Regions from separate parts of the Mus musculus genome. Here region 2 is linked to region 1. A link is a contact called in public ChIA-PET data. All regions are on one chromosome and are shown on one strand. The core of a region is the stretch at or near the end of the contact, and the rest is flanking DNA. Distances in the headings are between cores, read along the strand shown. Region 1 overlaps Ptpn4 (protein tyrosine phosphatase, non-receptor type 4). Region 2 holds the start of Tmem177 (transmembrane protein 177).

What was found. ChIA-PET counts read pairs in DNA pulled down with a chosen protein or histone mark.
Region 2: a contact with region 1 is called in an RNA polymerase II ChIA-PET map of effector CD8 T cells, with 8 read pairs. The contact joins the promoter of Tmem177 here to the enhancer-like site in region 1. A contact is called at or near these places in 8 of 39 promoter capture datasets (3T3-L1-derived adipocytes, the C10 cell line, HPC-7-derived erythroid cells and 4 more), 2 of 484 Hi-C or Micro-C datasets (both in cerebellar granule neurons), 2 of 115 datasets of contacts at active chromatin or transcription factors (effector CD8 T cells and memory CD8 T cells) and 2 of 9 other capture datasets (adipose tissue and pancreatic islet).

Annotation. Positions count from the first base shown.
Region 1 is chr1:119,712,038-119,715,229 of GRCm38.p6, forward strand. The region is part of intron 13 of Ptpn4 (protein tyrosine phosphatase, non-receptor type 4); the gene reads right to left. Among named protein-coding and RNA genes, the nearest start is that of Epb41l5, 65 kb to the left of the region's middle. Within about 2 kb of position 1,609, at least 11 of the 459 cell types and tissues checked have an H3K27ac peak or open chromatin away from gene starts, as enhancers often do. A contact at or near this core is called in effector CD8 T cells and memory CD8 T cells, where this site is marked.
Region 2 is chr1:119,911,731-119,914,922 of GRCm38.p6, forward strand. It overlaps Tmem177 (transmembrane protein 177), which reads right to left and starts at 1,453. Exons shown (of 2, transcript NM_175106.4): 1 at 1,403-1,453. The region is part of intron 2 of Gm28209 (a long non-coding RNA gene); the gene reads left to right.

The DNA.
Region 1 (3,192 bases), core at 359-2,858:
AGAAGCTAGAGAAAGCACCCAAGGAGCTGAAGGGGTCTGCAACCCTATAGGTGGAATAACAATATGAACTAAACAGTACCCCCAGAGCTTGTATCTCTAGCTGCATATGTAGCAGAAGATGGCCTAGTCGGTCATCACTGGGAAGAGAGGCTCCTTGGTATTGCAGACTTTATATGCCCCAATAAAGGGGAATGCCAGGGCGAAGAAGCAGGAGTGGGTGGGTAGGGGAGCAGGGCAGAGGGAGGGTATAGGGAACTTTCAGGATAGCATTTGAAATGTATATAAAGAAAATATCTAATAAAAAGTAAATAAATAGAAAGAAAAAAAAAAAAGAAAAAAGAAAAAACCCAGATGGCCTAATAGCTCTTCTATCAGAGGATCCTGGTTCAATTCCCAGTATTCACATGGCAGCTCACAACTGTCTGCAACTCCTATTCCAGGGGATCCAGTAACCTCATGCAGACATATATGCAGGAAAATAAATAAATAAAAATTTTAAAAGTTTGTTAAATTATGAATAATTATAAATCAAAATCATACAATTATCCTATCATTTCAGGGTTTGACAGCCAAATCCTCTCACAGGTTAGGCTAATCTCTTTGAACTCTAAAATCAATGTGCATCTTCTAAAAGAGACATGATGCTACTTGTAACCAACAAGCAAACAAAAAGGACAGACACAAATTTCATTTTCCAAATGTTTCAAAGTAATTTAAGTTCAAAGACCTCTTCCTATCACTGTGAGTTTTAGTTTAGGACTTGAATCTGCACACTATTAGATTTAAGCTCTCACAGTGGAGAACACATAAATTCAATTAGTCATATATGAAAATATATTATATAGTCTTTTCAATTTAAAACATAAAATCTCAAGCTTACCATAATTTACCACCTATAGTTCTTTTACTAGTGTTAATCCTTACTATTCACAAACTATTCTTCCCTCATATATTAGATCAAATGTAAGTGATAAGAGCTAAGATTAATTACTGAGAGAAAAAAAATCATCTGAAAAATTGAAAATCCAGCATACTTACCTAGTACAAACTGTATGAACACTTCAATCTTGGTAATGAACTAAACATGTTTGGAAATGTCTTGAGCTAACTAAATTTCAGGCATCTTAATTTATTAACAGCTCTAACCTCAGAGACCCACCCACTCAAGCTTACTGTCTATATTTCCTGTTCTGAGCGGAAATTTCAGAGAAAAAAATACCACACTGTTAGCAATGTGGTGAGTTTATTTTCTGACCGTGGCACCTTATTTTTCTGTTGAAGAAAAATTTGCTCTCATCTCTTCCTCAGATATTATTATATGATAACTGAAAAAGTGTGAAAGCAATTCAAAAATTAGATATAAAAGGGAAAATAAGGTAGTTATTGGTAAAATTTTTCATATAAAGTTTAAAGGCCTTTTTCGTCTTCCTATTTATACTGCCATTTAAAATTCTAAGAGAGAAAATAAATCTGGAATTCTTAACCAAAATGACCTAATTCTTGCTAAAACCATTAGAGAATTTAGTAGCTAATTATAAGGTAAAAGAGTCTTATAAAAACAATCCAAGGATCCAGGCAATGGTGGTGCTCACAATTATCTCTGCACTCAGGAGGCAGAGCCAGGCAGATCCCTGAGTAAAAGGCTAGTCTGGTCTACAAAGCGGGTTCCAGGACAGTCAGGCTACACAGAGAAACCCTATCTCGAAAAACCAAACTAAACCAACAATAACAACAACAAAAAAAACAAACAAGCGAGCTAAATAAACTTAAACAATCCCAGGAAAGCATAGATTTCCAGAGACAAAACAATCATTAAGACAGCCCAGCACTATTAAAACTTCGCACCAAGACTTGAGCATACAGTACCAAAGTAGAACACTTGGCTAGCATGTGCAAGGTTTGGGAACCTAGCACCTTAAAAAAGAAACATATCTATCCTCCTGACCCACACACACCAAAAAAAAAAAAAAAAAAAAAAAGACAGTCCCTGACAACCTTCCTAGAATATTAATAGTGAATGACAAAACAATGAAGATCAGGCATAACAAAATCTAGTATGTACAAAAATCATTAAAATAAGACAATGCTTTGATTTTCAAAAATAGAGAGTGCTGCAAGTAAGAGACAGTACAAAAAACCAGAACAGGTTCTTTCTAAATTAGAACAATTATGCCACTAGGAGTAAAGTTATCTTATGGTCAGTTGTACAGAAAACATTTGAGTGACATTTACTAAACCCCTTTGTTTTTCAGGTCTATACCACTTTCTAATTGGAACAGTGATGTCCATGATAGTTACCAGGCAGACAGACAGATACACACACACACACACACACACACACACACACACACACACCTGAGTCTATGAAGGGAAAAACCCTGAATAAATGCCAATAAGTTTGTAAGGGGCTGTTGCGGATGACATATTCTTCAAGTCACTTGAAACTGTCGGGATTTTAGAATATAATGATCTATCACTAATTGGTAGAAACAGGGAATAATTTTCATGTTGGGAGGAAGAAAATGAGAAAAAGCAACGACAAACACTAAACTATTTCTTCTAGAAATACAAAGTTGAAAAGACCTTTGAATTTTTGACCAAGTAAAATTTTCCTGTTATCTTTATAAATGCTTCCAAAATTCTAGCAACAGTAGATGCCAGACATACAACTCTTCAAGGCTTTTTGCTCTCGAAGTAATTTCCACCGGGAACAAACACTTGTTTCATTGTCCCTCTAGCCATCTAACATCAGCAGTCGATGTTAGGTCCCTCAAATTTGTTCCCTATTCTACATCAATGTATGGTAGAGGTCTTTATTAGTTTTGCTTGGATTACTGTAATTATCTCCTAATTAGTTATAAGTATCAAACCCATACTTTGCTAACCCATTCTCTATCCTTAACTTTTTCCCAAATTGTATCATTTTTGTCTCTAGAAAACAAACTGGCCCTCCCAAACTCTAATGAAATAAAGGTAAGTACACTTTTTAAAAGGCAATTCAAAAGCGGCTATCATTTAATAGCATGATTTAGTAGCTATATAAATGGGCTGGATAATAGGATTCCTTACATTGCTTAAAAGAATGTAATATGAGAGTAACTTTCTAGTAAAAAGTTTATTAGCAATACTTGACTTAGCCTATTCAAAACTATTGTTCTGAATACATGGCTAAAGTTCTTAAATATGTCTAAA
Region 2 (3,192 bases), core at 203-2,702, 200 kb after region 1:
ACACATTTATACATAAATACTATATGTGCATATCCTTAGAGGATTAGATTCAAGATACAAACATTCCAAGATCCTCACATGCTCATCTCTTACAAAAAGGCTTAGTATTTGTTATTACAGAACCTATTACAATGCAAACACTACATTTGTAATTTGTGATGCTATATTGCTTAGGAATTAAAGGCCAGAAAATAAAGCCATGTTCAGTACAGATACAAATTTTCCTTCCAAAACATTTTTTGATATGTAGCTGGTGGTATCACCAAATATAGAGTCTGAGGACACAGAGAATTCACTGGATTCAGTCAGTCTAAGAAAAAAAAAATCATACTTCAGAGCCCATACCACAACAGTTTATTTCCAGCTGTGAAAAGGGATGCAGCTGGACAGGTTTATTGGCCAAAACCACAAGTGGCAGTGTCACATGCTGCCTAGTGTCCCTACTTCCACCAAGCTCCCATGGTTGAGCCACATTTCCATTATCTTACGAGGTGGCTGTATTTGGAGCTTCGGCCTATCATTGAAATAGAAACGGAAGGTTCGTGGGATAGCAATACTCAGATCTCACTGCTTTCGAGCTCAGATCCGGACACATACAGAAAAAATACCACATGAAGATCCAGGGGTAAGATGGCCATTTGTTAGCCTTGCTGAAATACCCAGGGAGCCTAGCTTGGCCACACCTGAGTCTTGGACCTCCAGCTCTGGAACTAAGAAAAAATAAACTCCTGTTGTTCAGGTCATTCCTCATGAGACACTTTTCTTGGCAGGCTAACCACTGATAGCAAAGGTTCGGTATTTGATCACGGGCCGTTAGAGATTCATAGCAAGCTGTTCACCTTAAAAATGTTATCTATTATATATACACAAACAGACCAAACAGACCATCCACCTCACTCATTAGCAAAGTTAATATTGTTTTTAAAGTTAATTGGTGGTGGTTTTTTTTTTGAGACAAAGTCTCACAGGCGCACTTTTGAATATTCTGGGCACCTTATTTCGTCTGTGATTATGTCACTATGACTGTTATTTCTCTTTGGATGAAATTTCACTTTATTCCTATCTCCGCGAAGCGTTTGATTAGCAATGTACTACTGTAAACAAAACGTAGGGTTCTGTATCACTCATTTAACTCATTCTTTCCAAGAGGAAACTGAGGCTAGAAAAGACAGGGTCCTTGGAAGGGAACAAAAAAAAAAACAAAAAACAAAAACAAAAACAACCTCTCCCGGGTCGGCCTCTGAGTCTCGCAGTTGGCCTAGAAGCAGGTGTAGGCTCTGGCTTTAGAAGAGCTCTCAATGTGATTCCGCCCTGACACATACCGGGCTGCTTCCAACAACCGGAACATGACTGAACCCGGAAGCTGGACATAAGAGAACTCACAGCCAAGAGGAGAGCTTACCTCGGTAGCAACCTTAGAACACGCCGCTCCCGCGCCGGACTGAGCAGGCGCAAAGCACGCCGGTCTGGGGGCCTTTGTGGGCGGGGCCTTTGTGGGCGGAACGGGCGTTGTGGGCGGGGCTTGGAGCAGCGCTTCTGTTCTGGTCCTGAGGTCTGCTCTCTAAGGTCTTATTCAGGGCGAGGTGGAGCAGTTTGAGGACTTTGTTATCCAATTCAGCCGTGTCGCGGCGCCCTTCGGAGCCAAGATAGAGACCTGCTGGCCCGGATTTCTGTAGCGCCGAATAGGTATCTGTGCAGTACGCTGGGAGGAGAGCTAAGCTTAATGAGAAAAGCGAGGACAGAAAGGTCTGGAATTGCTGCCAGTGACCGCTGCATTCCGAAGGTCAAGTGACCTTGTGAGACCAGCAAGAATTGTGGTCTAAAGCCGGGTGTGGTGGCACACGCCTTTAATTCCAGCACTCCGGAGGCAGAGGCAGGCGGATTTCTGAGTTTGAGGCCAGCCTGGTCTACAAAGTGAGTTCCAGGACAGCCAGGGCTATACAGAGAAACCCTGTCTCGAAAAACAAAACAAAACAATACAAGAAAAGAAGTGTGGTGTAGACCATATTAGAGTTAAGTAATAAGTACTTACTAGAAGGCACACCCAACAAATGGTAGATGCGTGGATACACAAATGTGCGCTCATTCATTTATAGGTGAACTTGGATGTTGCTCCTCAGGAGACAGCTGACCCGTTTTTGGAGATAGGGTTATCTCACTGGCATCTGGGGTTCAGCAATTAAGGTAGCCAGCCTGATCAAGTGAGCCCCAGGGGTCTGCCTGCTTCTGTCTCCCCAGGGCTGGGATTACAATCATACACCATTAACAGCCAGGTTTTTGGTTTTGTTTGTTTTTATGTGGCTGCTGAGGACTGAGCTCAAGTCTGCATGCTTTTGTGGCAGTCACTTTACCACTTCAGCCATCTCATTAATAGTCTGAGGAGTTTTCTAAAAAAACAGTGCCCAGGGGCTTTGGGTGTTAAAATAATACTCACCATTGCTAGTGTTTTCATTACTATTCAGTAGGTTAGAGCTATCTCATATCTTTAAGCATAAAGTCTGTTTACAAATATTACCTTAATACATCCAGGAATTTCTGTATAAAGATATTATTCTACTTGGTTTATAGTCAACTTTCAATTAATCCACACACCTTACAGATTATCTTCCTTATTTATATCTCACAATTTCCTTTTTTGTTTTGAAAATCAAATTTCCTGAGACATCTCAAACCACACTTTGGGTGAACTTAGTTGATGTTTTGGTTTGGTTTGGTTTGGTTTTTAAGATATGATTTCTCTATGTAGCTGTGGCTGTCCTGGAACTCATTCTGTAGACCAGTCTGACCTCAAACTCAGAGGTCCACCTGCCTCTACATCCTGGGTGCTGGGATTAAAGGCCCACACCACAGCCACCACCAGCCACCACCCCCTCCCCAGCTTAGTTGGTCCTTTAAAACACACTTACCCCCAGTATTACTCAGATTCTCCAGGGAACGAGAACCTGGAGTGTGAGAGTATGTGCGAAGAAGTTTAATAAAAAGCATTGGTTCCATGGCCATGGGGGCCCGGATCTTTAACCCCAACACTTGGGAGGCAGAGACAGGCAGATCTCAATAGTCCATACAACTAAGAAGGCCAAAGACCCAAGCTCTACTCTCAGATAGTTGAACAGCCAGGATTGCTTACGGCCTAGCACTGGTCAAACCCTGAAGCCCCCAGAGCAAGAGGATCAATGCAAAAGTTCTGACCTG